Regions from separate parts of the Mus musculus genome. Here region 1 is linked to region 2. The links are chromatin contacts, called in public HiChIP or PLAC-seq maps. All regions are on one chromosome and are shown on one strand. Each heading gives the region's core, a stretch centred on a gene start, on an enhancer-like site or on the middle of the called end of the contact. The rest is flanking DNA. Distances are from core to core; before and after follow the strand shown.

Region 1 (6,744 bases), core at 2,485-4,984, 39 kb before region 2:
CTGTGGTGGATTTGGTGGTTTTTGTTTCTTTGTTTGTTTTATTTTTGTTTTTATTTTTTTTCCAGTCTGCTTTATATCATTCTAGGTACATACAAAGAATAGAATCAGTTCAGTGTTTTTTTTTTTTTTCTTCTTCTTCGAGACAGGGTTTCTCTGTGTAGGCCTGGCTGTCCTGGAACTCACTCTGTAGACCAGGCTGGCCTCGAACTCAGAAATCCACCTGCCTCTGCCTCCCAAGTGCTGGGATTAAAGGCATGCGCCACCACGCCCAGGTAGAGTCAGTTCTTAGATTTAAAAAAAAGTAGTCAAACAAGGCAAGAAGCAAAGTTCCTTGGTCTCGGCGTCTAGGGGCTTATCAGGATGATGGTGCGGTTTACATGACGAGTTTCCTGGCCTAAATGGCACTGCCATTATGGAGTGGTGCTGAGGTCTGGAGACCACTAAGATCTGGGGTCCTGTTGCACAAGGAAGCATCCGCAGAACTTACTGATGGAAGCAAAAGACAGCAATGTTAGAGAATCTCCTTTTGAGCAAGTAAGGGAGAATGATGGAAGATGTTTTGATAAGAAAGACGGGTGTTGGGAATATATATAGCTCAGTGCTAGAGTGCTTGTCTTAATCCTGCCAGAAGCTCTGGGTCTGATCCCAGTACAAGAGCAAACAAGCATGCACACTGATGGTTAGGAACAGGATATCTGGGGCAGGGCAGTCCTTGTGCGTTATACTTCATTCATGAGAAGTCCTTGAGAGTCTGAAAGGTTAGGTTAAGAAGTATCCTTCTCTGTTTTGTGTGTGTCTTCTGCACTACAGTCTTCATCTGAAGAGAGTTCTGCAGGAGGACTGGGGAGTCTTGACAGGTCTGGGTCTGGCCCCTGATGGCCAGTCTCTCATCTTGATGAAAGAGGATGTGGAATTACTAGAGATGAAGCCTGGGTCTATTCCATCTTCTATCTGGTAAGATCTAAAATGCTTTTTCCTCTTGTGTTAAAAAGAAGAAAAGAGGTTTGTGGTTACCCCAAGACTGCGTCAGACTCAGGGTAAAGCACTGGGGTCATGAAGAGAGGCAGTCCTGGCTCAGTCTCTTACTTTCTTATAAACAGCAGGAGGTATGGAGTACATTCTTCAATACTGTGCACCAGCAAGGAGTACGGCTTGTTCTACCTGCAGCAGGGGGACTCCGGATTACTTTCTATATTGGTGAGTTCTGTTTGGATGTGTTACAACAGCCATCTGTGCAGAACCAATGCACAGATTTAAACCTTGGAATCCACCATGGAGTGTAAGGCGAGCGAGGGAAAGGCAGGTGGCTCCAATGCTCTCATCTCCCTTCCCTAGAGCAACTCTCCTTTAAATCTTTGGATGCTAAGTTTCCATGTAAGATTTCATTGTGCAAAACAGAGTTGTATAGTTTTTTTTAAGTCAGACACCTAGGAGGACTTTCTCTCCTTCGTTCTTCCTTTCTTTCATTCTTTCTCTCTCTTTTTCTCTCTTTCCTTCCTTCCTTCCTTCCTTCCTTCCTTCCTTCCTTCCTTCCTTCCTTCCTTCCTTCCTTCCTTCCTTCCTTCCTTCCTTCCTTCTCCTTTCCAGTTGTTTTGAGACAAGGGCTCATTATATAGCCATGACTGACCTGGAGCTCACTGACATCTGCTTGCCTCTGCTTCCTGAGTGCAAAGAGATGAGTGACACTGTGCTTGGCTCTTTTACATCTTAATTTGTGTGTGTGTGTATGTGTGTGTGTGTGTGTGTGTGTGTGTTTGGGGGGCACTTGTAAGCCATAGTATGTTTGTGGAAGTTAGAAGACAACTTGGTGAGGTTGGTTCTCTTCTTCTACTGTTTGATCTAGAGATCAAACTCTGTTGTGAGGCTTGCTGGCAATTGCTCCTACCTGCTGAGCCATCTCTCCTCTCCAGGCTTTCTGTGCAGCTCTTGCTGTCCTGTCTGGGGACTCACTCCATATAGCAGGCAGGCTGGCCTAGAACTTAGAGATATGCCTCCCTAGTTCTGGGATTAAAGGCTTGTGCCACCATGCCTGTCTCCTAGGTTTCCTAGTTGTGATTTTTTTTTTTTTTTTTTTTTTGGTTTCTGTCAGTATTAGCATTTTAAGGTCAAGGGCTACACCGTGTCTCTGTCATGGTGCATGGTGCAGGTACCTCACAGATGCTTTATGCTTAACTGTTTGGGATTCTGTCAGAGCTAGATTTCATTCCCAAGATTCCTAAGGTCTCTTGTTTCTGGAAAGTTTTAAGAAATCCTAATCGGATACCTACTAAAGTTACGTACAAAGTCTGTCTAGAAAGCAGTGATTCTGTTCCTAAATATGTACTTAAGTGAAAGAAGTATACATAGTCCCCAAATGCCAGGCCCAGACACGTCTGTGTTAGCCTAAATTCAACATAGCCCAACCTGGACATGCAATTCTCAGTATGTAACTGCATGACAGCAGAAAGTAGAACATGATAAGTAGGGAAATACAGACATGTCCTTCTGCAAAGGAAGCCAGTCACAAACATGGCCACACTACAGAGATCTCACTGATGTGGAGTTTGTAATAAGTGGAGACACTTAAATCTGCTGCCAGCTTTCGGGCTCTCCTACCAACTGGGACTGGGCATGAGAACAACATCGAGAACTGTTCCACATCTCCACCTAGGGGCACTGCATGGGTAGATCTTACATGCATTCACTTGATGCATGTATTTTATTTGTAGGTGTGGTGGGTTTTAGTTTTTTGTCTTTTGTTTTTGTGTAATACTAATATTTTGTGTCATATATATCCTGTCTTAGAGCTTTGATAGTGGCGTTGTGTCATGAACTAAACAAAGTTACCTCTCTACCTATCCCTTCACAGGAGCAAAAGGAGTCAGGGGAGTTTGAAGAGATCCTGGACTTCAATCTGAACTTAAATAATCCTAATGGGTCCCCAGTATCAATCACTCAGGCCAAACCTGAGTCTGGTTAGTGGGAGAAGAAGGGCCAGAGTGCTCTTTCTGGGGTGGCTTAGGGGAGGCTTGTGGGTCCTCAAGGCTTGAGCCCTGGCTAACTCTGCTCTTAAAATGGCAGAATCATCCCTTTTGTGCGCCACCTCTGATGGGATGCTGTGGAACTTATCTGAATGTACCTCAGAGGGAGAATGGATCGTAGATAACATTTGGCAGAAAAAAGCAAAAAAACCTAAAACTCAGACTCTGGAGACAGAGTTGTCCCCGCACTCAGAGTTGGATTTTTCCATTGATTGCTGGATTGATCCCACAAATTTAAAGGCACAGCAGTGTAAAAAGGTGAGCTTGGAGGGAGGGGTCATAGAGGGAGGCGGTTCTAAATCTGGCTCAGCAGCAGCCTTTGCTGCTTCAGTAAGTGAAAGGTCTCCCTGAGAACTCATGTTGTTCCCCTCCTTTCCGAGATCCACTTGGGCTCTGTCACAGCCCTCCATGTGCTTCCGGGATTGCTGGTGACAGCTTCGAAGGACAGAGATGTTAAGCTGTGGGAGAGACCCAGTATGCAGCTGGTAAGTGTGGGTCTCTGTGTGCACACGTGCACACAAGCGGAGAAAGGGCTAGTGCAAGAAAATGAATGCAGGCTAAGGCGTGTCAACGAAATGAAAGTTGTTTTTCTCAGTCTCTCTTGGTGTGGCCTGTTTCTAAGATATTGATTTGAGAGAAAGATAACAAGGAGACCTCAGGCCTATAGTTTCACTTCCCCCGTTTCTGTTCCTGTTTCAGCTGGGCTTGTTCCGATGTGAAGGGCCAGTGAGCTGTCTGGAACCTTGGATGGAGCCCAGCTCTCCCCTGCAGCTTGCTGTGGGAGACACACAAGGAAACTTGTATTTTCTATCTTGGGAATGAAGATGCAGTACTCAGGACAAAGATGATGTCAACAGATGCTGCTAGCCTGAAGACACCTGTGTCTATATTCTTAGTAAGATTATAAAACTAAAATGTTGAGAGATCTAGAGTGTATGCCCGATTGTGTTCGCTGGTGATTTTAGATCAACGGGGAGGGCTCTGGATATTCCTTTCTAATTTAACATCTAAGGAGAACTGCAGGAACATGAGCATCTTTAACACGCAGATTCTATTCCTGTGTCCCTTTCTGGCCTAAGTTCTAAGGTCCACTCTTGTCAGAAGGAAGGAAGGCTATTGGTGGCCAGTACTTAGTTTGAAGAGACCTGAGGAATTCTCGTTTGGTCATGAAAGGACACAAGAGCGAGTTAAAGTCAGTAGACGTGCAAGCATTTAGGAAAAAACGGATAGACCTAGGACTGTGCTGGGTTCCTGTCACAGACTCAGCCCTCTCCCCAGAACTAACTGGCCAGAGTGGGAAACCCAGGCACCAAAGGCAGAATGAGTCTTTGGACTTTACATTTGACTTGCAAGCATTCATTGGTAGACTAATTGGCACTCTTACAGAGATCACAAATCTATTTCTCCCTCAAATTGAAGTTCATGGAGCTGAGAGATGGATCTGCCATTAAGAGCACTGGTCACTCTTACAGAGAACTGGGTTTTGATTCTTAGTGCCTACACGGTGGCTTACAACTTGCTGTAACTCCAGTTCTAGGAAACCCATCGCCCTCTTCTGGCCTCCATAGGCAATGCTCACATGTGGTACACAGACATACAGCCAAAACACTCATTCATATACATAAAAGAAAAATAAATCTCATAAAGTGTTCTTTAAAAAGAAGTCAGCCCATGATGGTTCATAATCCCAGTTCAGAGGCAGGGGTATTTGGGAGGTGGAATTTGAATTCAAGGCCAGCCTGGTCTATAGGGGGAGTTCCACGATAGCCAGGACTATATAGAGAAACCTTATCTTGAAGAACAAAGGAAGGAAAAATGAAACTAAAATGAAGTCGATAGAGCTTACAACATATTGACAAGTGGAGTAATCATGCCATGGATTTACGTTGCTTACTTACAAGGTTCTGGCCTTGAACGCAGAGGTCTACCTGACTCCTTCCTCACCTCCTGAGTGCTGGGATGAAAGGTCTGAGATCCCATGCCTGACTCGGTAATCCTTACTATAAAGCATAGCATATGGCTGTAGTCTGTATTAGGAGGCCAAGGAAGGAGGATTTTTCTTGAATTTTAGGCCATGCTGGCCTACATAGCCAGTTCTGAGACAGCCGGGTATCTAGAGTGAGATCCTGTCTTGTACTCTTTAGAAAAGTTTATAACACCCACATCTGTTCTTACGTTTTTTAAAGTTACTTTTACTTATGTGTCGATGTCTCTGTGTGTAAGAGGGTGCCTTGAAGGTCAGAAGACAGTGTTGGACCTGGAGCTAGAGGTACGGAAAATTGAGAGCTACCTGAGATGGGTGCTGGGAACCAAACTCTAGTCCTCTGGAGAGCAGCGCACTATAGTAACCACTGGACCATTTCTCTAGCCAGTTGTATTAGTGGTATAATACTTAAAGAGAGTAGGTAGATTTGGCTAGATCCTTATCAGTGAAGCCATTTATACAAACATGAACATCTGTTTTAAGGCAAAGAGTATGCAGTTTTTTGACAGTTGATGATGATTAGGATATCTTGTAGAACTGGTATAATTAAGAGGATTTTGATGGGGAAAGTGAATCTTTTGAGCCTGTATTCTGTCTACAGTAACATTTAACAGACACCAATTTGCAGGGGAAAAGTGAATTTAACAGGGGAAAGCATTAGCCCTCATTAGTGTCCTTCAGTGGAGAAGCTATATACTGTGAGAGAATAGAATCCAGAGTAACCTGTCACTACAGTGGGATACAGAGGAACTTCCTGGAAATGAAGACAGTACTGATAGCAGAAGAAATAAGTGATTGAGGGCTAAGGAGATGGCTTAGCAGTTATGAGCACATTCTACTCTTGCAGAGGACTTGTTATCAAAATTCTCTAGAGGAATAACAGAACAGAGAATGAACACACACACACACACCCCACCCCACCCCCACATTTTAAGGAAATTTAGAAGGGTTTACAGATTGCAGTCTAGGTAGTTCAACAATGGCTGTCTTCCAATGGAAAGGCTAAGAACCCAGTGGTTGCTCAGTCCACGAGGCTGGATGTCTCAGATAGTTTCAATCTGGTTCTGGAGTCCCAGGGAATGCCTAGGTTGCTGCTGGTCTTCAGTCAAATCAGAGTTCCAAAGAAGCAGGCCAAAGACTGCCTCAATAACAGGATAGATGAACTTATCACAACATCTAAGGGCAAGCAGGCAAAAAGTAAAAGCTTCCTTCTTCCGTAGCCTTCATGGAGCTGCTACCAGGCCCAGATTTAGAGTGGCTCTTCCCACCTCAGGTGATCCAATCAAGAAAATCCCTCAGAGACATGCCCAGGTGCTTGGGTTTTAAGATTTCAGATGGAGTTAGGGTTCCCAGGATTAACCATCACAGGACCCTGTAACTCCAGCTCCAGGGGCTCCAGCTCTCTCAGCTGGCATCTGCACTCATGTGTGCATACCTACACACAGATACTTCAGACACATACATTCTTAAAAACAAGTCTTCAAAAAGTTGAGTGTGGCTGCACTATCTGTAACCCCAGCATTTTGGAGTGCAAAGGATTGGATTGCTGAGACTTGCTGAGGCTCTCCTGAGCAGAGTCCTGTCTCAAGGAGACAGTGTGAAGAAGGCTAGAGCACACACCCAAAATCTTTCTCTGGCCTCCATGTGTGCACACAGGCACAAAGAACAAGTGCCAAGGAGAAGTAAAACCCAAAGAAGCCAAAGACAGATTTATACTATTTTATTAAACAAAATATCAAA
Region 2 (6,375 bases), core at 3,037-5,536:
TTCATTCCTGCATCCCTGAGTTCTCTTCACATTTCGACCTTAGAAGAAGTTGGCTTGCAGTAGGGCGTGTGGCTTCCTGTTTGGTTTCTTGATTGTTAGCTTAGGGCATGGGCATTTCATGAATCTCAGTCTCTACGTTTGTCATTGCTCACACAATCACATTGTTGCACAGATCCTGATTCAGACCAAGCTGTGTTTATGCTCATAGAAGCCTCAGTGTTATGTTTCCCTGGAGCTTTGGATTGATTCTACCGTGTTTATGTTAAATGTGTGCATTGATTTTTCTCTGCTAGTATATTTCTGTAAAAATAATGGTCTTGGAAAATGATGGCCAAAAATGATAGTCTTGGAAAATGGTGGCTTTCCATTAACATGTATTTTAACAGTCATGTATTTTCATTTGTGTTACTTTGTTTTGGAGGTGCACTTATGCCAGTGAATGAATGTGCAATTTGATGCATATGAATTGTTTATATGTAAAAATAATTTATACTGATAAAGTTATTTGTTGATTTCATTGTTATTTGTTTCAAAATAAAACTGCTTCTTTACTTTTTCTTTTTTCTTTTCTTTTTGGCTTTTTGAGACAGGGTTTCTCTGTGTAACCCTGGCTGTCTTGGAACTCACTTTGTAGACCAGGCTGGCCTTGAACTCAGAAGTCTGCCGGCCTCTGCTTCCAAAATGCTGGAATTAAAGGCGTGAGCCACCACCACCCGGCATATTTTTATTTTTAATTATCTGTGTCCCTGTGCACAAGAGTGTGAAGACTTTGGTCTCTAGCATTCTAATTACCTAATCTAAAATGCTGAATAAAGGCCATCTTTATTGAGCTGTACAGCAAATATAGTCATGAGGACCCAAGTGGTGGTGATGTACAACTTTTATCTCAGGAGACAGAGGCAAGCAGATTTCTAAGTTTGAGGCCAGCCTGGTCTACAGAGTGAATTCTAGGACAGCCAGGGCTGCACAGAGAAACCCTGTCTCAAGAACCTATACAAACCAAAAAGGACCAAGTAGCTTTTGCTTAGTCTTCTATGCAAATCTTATAAGGGAGAAAATTGTTTTTCTGGCCTTGCTTACAGAACATTGCTAAGGCTGTGAATTCAGGTGAGCCCGGAGATGCACTGGAGGTCCAGAGTGTAGTAAGACTGACTCTACAGTGTTCTCTTGGTTCAGTCAATTCTGAACAGGTTGACTATAAAGTACGAGTGGTTCCTACTTAGAAATGACCTCAAAGCACATTAACATGGTTACAGATTAGGTGAAAGATTTGTGAAGGTCAACTTTAATCAGAACTTATCAAGCCATTCCTATACTAGTGCTGCTGACTATAAGAAGGTATATTAATGCTTTTAAACAGTTTTTCTTTATCAAGTACTATTTCTGACTTATAGGGTAATTGTGCCTAGTTAGTACATTCAATTAGTGTTCCACTAGAGGGCGAACAGTAACTGGATTCCAAGGGTTTTCCCTCCACATACACCAGTGTGAGACGGAGTTAACCTTTCTAGCTTTGTTTTTGTGGAGACATTATTATTATTATTTTTCAGGCCTGAGCTTACTATGGAGATGGTCAGTGAATTTTGCCAGATAAGGACACTTGGTGACAGTCTGTTTCCAGAGGTTGGGGATGGTGGGGGCAAGACCCACAGTAGCTGTGGGTCTTAAAGGTGGCATCAATGGTGGCCTTGGCAAAGTTGTCCATGGTGGCAAGTACAGCCCCTGGTTGATGGGTAGCAGTTATCAATACTGGCCAGCAATCATGAGCTTCTTGGGGACAGGAGCAGAGACATGCCAGTGCCTCTGGGAGCAGGGATAAGATGCACCAACAGAGACACAGTGACTTGTCATCTTGCATGGCACAGTGTGGGGCTTGCCAGTCTTGCTTCCCTAGTCGCCTTTCTGCACAGGGCAGAAAGCTTGGTTGAGATGATTGCCCCTTGATGGCATTGCCTACCTCCCTGAAGCACCTAACACCAAGACCAATAAGTGAAAATACATATTTTATAGCTAGTAAAAAGATTTTAGATTATAGTTTAAGAAATATTCTTTCTATGAGATTTTTCAATTTTGTTGGAAAAATATAAGGAAATAGGCATCTTGAACAGTTTGAAATATAAGTAGGGTAAATTTGAAAAAAATTTAATTATAAACTGTCAGGAATATTATGTTTCTTAAAAAAGTTAATTTTAATTTGCATGTCAGGCTTTTCATTTTTTATGATTTCTTTTTTTTTTTTTTTACCTTATGTGCATTAGTGTTTTTGCCTGCATGCATGTATGCCTGTGTAAGTGTGTCAGATAGCTTAGAACTGGAATTATAGTCAGTTGTGGTCTGCCATGTGGGTGTTAGGAACTGAACCTGGATCCTCTGGAAAGGCAGCAAGTGCTCTTAACTACTGCACCATCTCGACTGCCCCATTGTGGGCTCTTTTAAAGGCATGAAAAAAAGCAGAGGGAATTGTAGGCTTAGATTTTTTTTTCAAAACGTACTTTAATAAGGGTCCTTAAATTCTTTAACTTCACTTCTAGCCTCCCACCCACCAGAGGTCATGCAAAAGAAAGGTTATTAGGACACGGGAAGTGGACCTGTTTAGTTTAGAAAGAGTTCTTTGGGTGATTCCAATCTTTGTTGTCAGCATTATCAGCAGTTCACTCTACTAGCAAACTACCACACACCAATCAGCAGATGCAGTTCCATCCACTCAGCAGACACCACATACGAGTTCAGCAGCTGTAGCTGGATTCAGAATAAACTGAGAGGCTCTGCTGGGTCGGTGTGGAGTCTGTGGAAATGGCAAGAAGCCGTCGGAATATCATGAGAAGTTCTTGGGTGAGTTACTCTCTGTTAAGATCAGTGAGAAGCAGAGATCAGCAAGGTGGTGCAAGGCCTAGAGCGCTATCAACTGAGACTAGCGAGGTGCAAGATGAGCCAAAGCACAAGCCTTGTCCCACTCACTGTCTGTGGGATCATATTTATATTCTTTCTCAAGTGTCTGCTTCAGCTAAACATCCTCTCACCTGTGTCTGCTTCAGCCAAACATCCTTTCACCTGTCTGCCCCAGCAAAGCATTATGACCTGAGTCTCCAGAAATTTCCACTTCAGGAAATGATCACTTTTTTTCTTTGTCTCTGCTGCACAGTCTTTTTGGAAGCATTTGGAGGTGTTTAATGTCTTTTTGCAGAGATAATTTTTTTAGCAAAGGAATTTTAAAAGTTTTAAGATTGTGGTTGGATGTGGTGATGCCTGTCTGTAATCTCAGGACTTAGAAGGCAGAGACAGGAGGAACTCCTTGAGTTCGAGGTCAGCCTGATCTACATACAGACTTTCAGACAATTGAGGTTACATAGTGAGACCGTGTCTCAAAACTTAAAAACCAGGGGTAACGAATGTCTATAATCCAAGCACTTGGAAGTGGTTGCAGGAAGATCAGGGATTCAAGGTTATTTTTGGCTACATAGCAAGTTCCAGGCCAGCTTGGGATATATCAGACTCTGTCTCAAACAAACAGAAGGTTTAAATTTTTCATTTTTGAATAGGCAATTCATGTTCAAGGTAAAAAATGGAAAATACACTGAGAAGACTTCTCAAGTCACCTGCAGTTCTCAATCCCTGTTTCTCTCTTCAGAGATGGTTTATTACAGAAATAATAAACATGAGAACATTATTAATGTACAGTATGGTGGCATGCCAGCCTCAAACATAGTAGACTTATTAGGATCATACATTAAAAAGCTAAAAATTACACGTGCAGATATCTTCAGTTGGTATATATTCAGACAAGTTCCCTTGCAGGGAGTTCTCTTCCAAATACCACCTGACATGCATACTTTCATAGTCGGCCTTGCTTTCTAAGAGTGATGTAAAAAAGGACAAGAATATACAAAACAAAACAAAAAAATGAATGGAATTAATTTAAGAACATTTTGATTCCAGAATTTGGGAAGGGAATTATAAAACTAGGAAATTTATTTATGAAACCGAAAGTGATCACAAACTCAGCAGGTGTTTGTTATCCCAGTTTGAGGGTTTGTGGCAAAAGTCCAGCCTGGACAACATAGCCACGTTGATCTACGTGGCCAATCTGATCTACTTGGTGGGTGAGATTCTGTCGCAATAAAAAGAAGCAAAACAAAACCCCAAAGCAGTTCTAGGGCATCTTTGAGACACCAAGTTCTGGATTAAGTTGGGTTGTAGCTGTGTCTCTGAGGCGCAGATGGGCCTCCGGAGCCCCAGGGGTCGCTGTGGTTTCAGCGTAGGCATGGCTGAGTCTCTGTGGTTGAAAAGTTGGGGGAGGAGACGCTGAGAGCGGCTGGGATGATGGCTGATGAAGAGGAAGAAGCGAAGCACGTCTTGCAGAAATTGCAGGTGAGGCTGTGAGTTAAAATCTTTTGGCTCCTTGCTCTGAAAGGAGGAAGTGCAGTGGTCAGGGCCCGGGCGGCGGAGTGCGGCGGTTCAGCCGGTGCTGAGGGCTGCTCGGTGGGCGCCCGGAGGGAGTCTGCCCACCGGGTTTCCTCGGTAACAAGTAGCTTTGTACGCGGAGTGGCAGGTGGCTGCCGACTGTTAACCGAGTTGTTTGTGCTCCACAGCAGCAGCCATTTCTTTAGCATCTTTCTGCATTGAACTTGGCCACACTCAGAAATAGACTGCAGAACAGATGCCCTGGTTGTTGGTTTTCGGATTTGTCGAGTTAATCTCTTAACCCCACCCACTCCCCAGGTGACTATTGTGGAAAGGCAGAGAGGAGTTTCCTTCAAGTATGCGTTTTTATTTTTGTTTTTAATAGTTAAGATTTTCTTTAAGCCTCCGAAACTTAGTTTGTGGTCGAAGACATCCTTGCATTTAAACTAGATACACTTCTAGCAATTTTGTTTGTTGTTTTGAATCAGGGTCGCCTGGAACTGGCTTTACAGGCCACGCTGGCCTCGAACTCCTAAAGATCTACTTGTCTCTGCCTCGCAGGTGGTGAGATGAAAGGCCTGAGCCACCAAATCTAACAAAATTTAAAGCATTGATTAGGTTTCTTTGTTTCTTGTGGGAGTTAAAAGAACACTCAGAACATGGACTTTGGTTAACTATTCCTTAGTGGGATTGGCAGAAGTCAGATTTTTAATCCTATCGGCAGCGAGACTTTGGATGCACTTTGTACATTTGTATGCATAGGAAAGAAATACAAAACGTTATGCAGAATGGTGTTGTCCTTGAGGCTATTTGGAGTGGCCGTGAATCACTTCCTGTTTTCACACTTTCCTATTCATTAACAACTCATTTGTGTTGCTGTTGCCACCACAGAAGTTTGTTCAGCAAAATCAAAACGACTAAAACACAACAATAACACTTTCCTTTAACTTTACAGCCATGCTCATTGCATGACAAAAAGAAACTGGCTGTGACTGTTGCTTAGAACTCTCTTAAAAATTCCACAAATTGTGTTCCACAGATCATGTTGACCATTTTATTATTATTATAGAACAGAGTAGAGCATGCTGACTTTATATATGTGCTGAAACCAGTCTCTTCAGGACCTGTTTTTCCTGGGAATAATATACATAAAGTTAAGAAATACTTATAAAGAAGGTGTCAGCTTATTGTTTTTATCAGGGTAGGACTTTACTTATGCATACGAATTTGTTAATAACATAGGCACTACATTAGTTAATTTAACCACTGTATTTAATGTGAGTTGATCATGACCCAGCCCTTGTTCTAGTGATTAAGTATAGCCCTAATCAACAAGAAATTCTTTCCATTATGGAACTTACATCAGCCATTTCAGAAAGTAATGAATGAATAGGCCATATCATTTAAAATGATAGGCATTTTGGAAAAAAAAAAGTGTGATTAACTAGAGAGGAGGAGAGGAAGGCACTAATTAGGTTTAGGTCAGCGGTCCTCAACCTTCCTAATGCTGTGACCCCTTAATATAATTCCTCATGTTGTGGTGATCAGGACTATAACATTATTTTTGTTGCTACTTCATAACTGTAGTTTTGCTCCTGTTCTGAATAGTAATGTAAATATCTGATGTGCAGAATCTCTGATATGTGACCCCTGTGAGAGGGGTCAATCTCCAAGAGGTCTCCACCCCCAGGGCGGAGAACTGCTGCTCTAGGAAGTGTGCTGATTAGTTAGTTGTTTTTTTTTTTTTTTTCAACTTGACACAAATTGGATCATCTGAGAAGACTGAACCTCAATTGAGAAAATGTCTCATTTGGTCTGTGAGCATTTTTAAAAAATTATTATTATTAATGATTGATGATGTGTGAGGGTTCAGCCCGCTGTGGGCAGTACCATCTTTGGGCAAATGGTCCTGGACTGTTTAAGAAAGCAGGCTGATGGGGGCTGGAGAGATGGCTAAATGGTTGAGAGAGCACT

Evidence for each region. HiChIP or PLAC-seq counts read pairs in DNA pulled down with a chosen protein or histone mark.
Region 1: a CTCF HiChIP or PLAC-seq map of CD8 T cells shows a contact between it and region 2, with 8 read pairs. The contact joins the enhancer-like site here to the promoter of Ttc5 in region 2. A contact is called at or near these places in 2 of 39 promoter capture datasets (macrophages and pre-B cells), 1 of 15 datasets of contacts at CTCF or cohesin (CD8 T cells), 1 of 484 Hi-C or Micro-C datasets (female germline stem cells), 1 of 115 datasets of contacts at active chromatin or transcription factors (embryonic stem cells) and 3 of 9 other capture datasets (adipose tissue, liver and pancreatic islet).

Annotation. Positions count from the first base shown.
Region 1 is chr14:50,821,266-50,828,009 of GRCm38.p6, reverse strand. Tep1 (telomerase associated protein 1) reads left to right here. Exons shown (of 55, transcript NM_009351.2): 50 at 811-954; 51 at 1,101-1,197; 52 at 2,849-2,954; 53 at 3,061-3,278; 54 at 3,401-3,505; 55 at 3,720-3,949. The coding sequence ends at 3,842. Parp2 (poly (ADP-ribose) polymerase family, member 2) reads right to left here. Exons shown (of 16, transcript NM_009632.3): 16 at 6,709-6,744. Among named protein-coding and RNA genes, the nearest start is that of Gm52116, 12 kb to the left of the region's middle. Within about 2 kb of position 3,734, at least 75 of the 459 cell types and tissues checked have an H3K27ac peak or open chromatin away from gene starts, as enhancers often do. A contact at or near this core is called in CD8 T cells and adipose tissue, where this site is marked.
Region 2 is chr14:50,783,431-50,789,805 of GRCm38.p6, reverse strand. It overlaps Ttc5 (tetratricopeptide repeat domain 5), which reads left to right and starts at 4,286. Exons shown (of 10, transcript NM_001080949.2): 1 at 4,286-4,368. The coding sequence starts at 4,318. It overlaps Ccnb1ip1 (cyclin B1 interacting protein 1), which reads left to right. Exons shown (of 4, transcript NM_001111119.1): 4 at 1-557.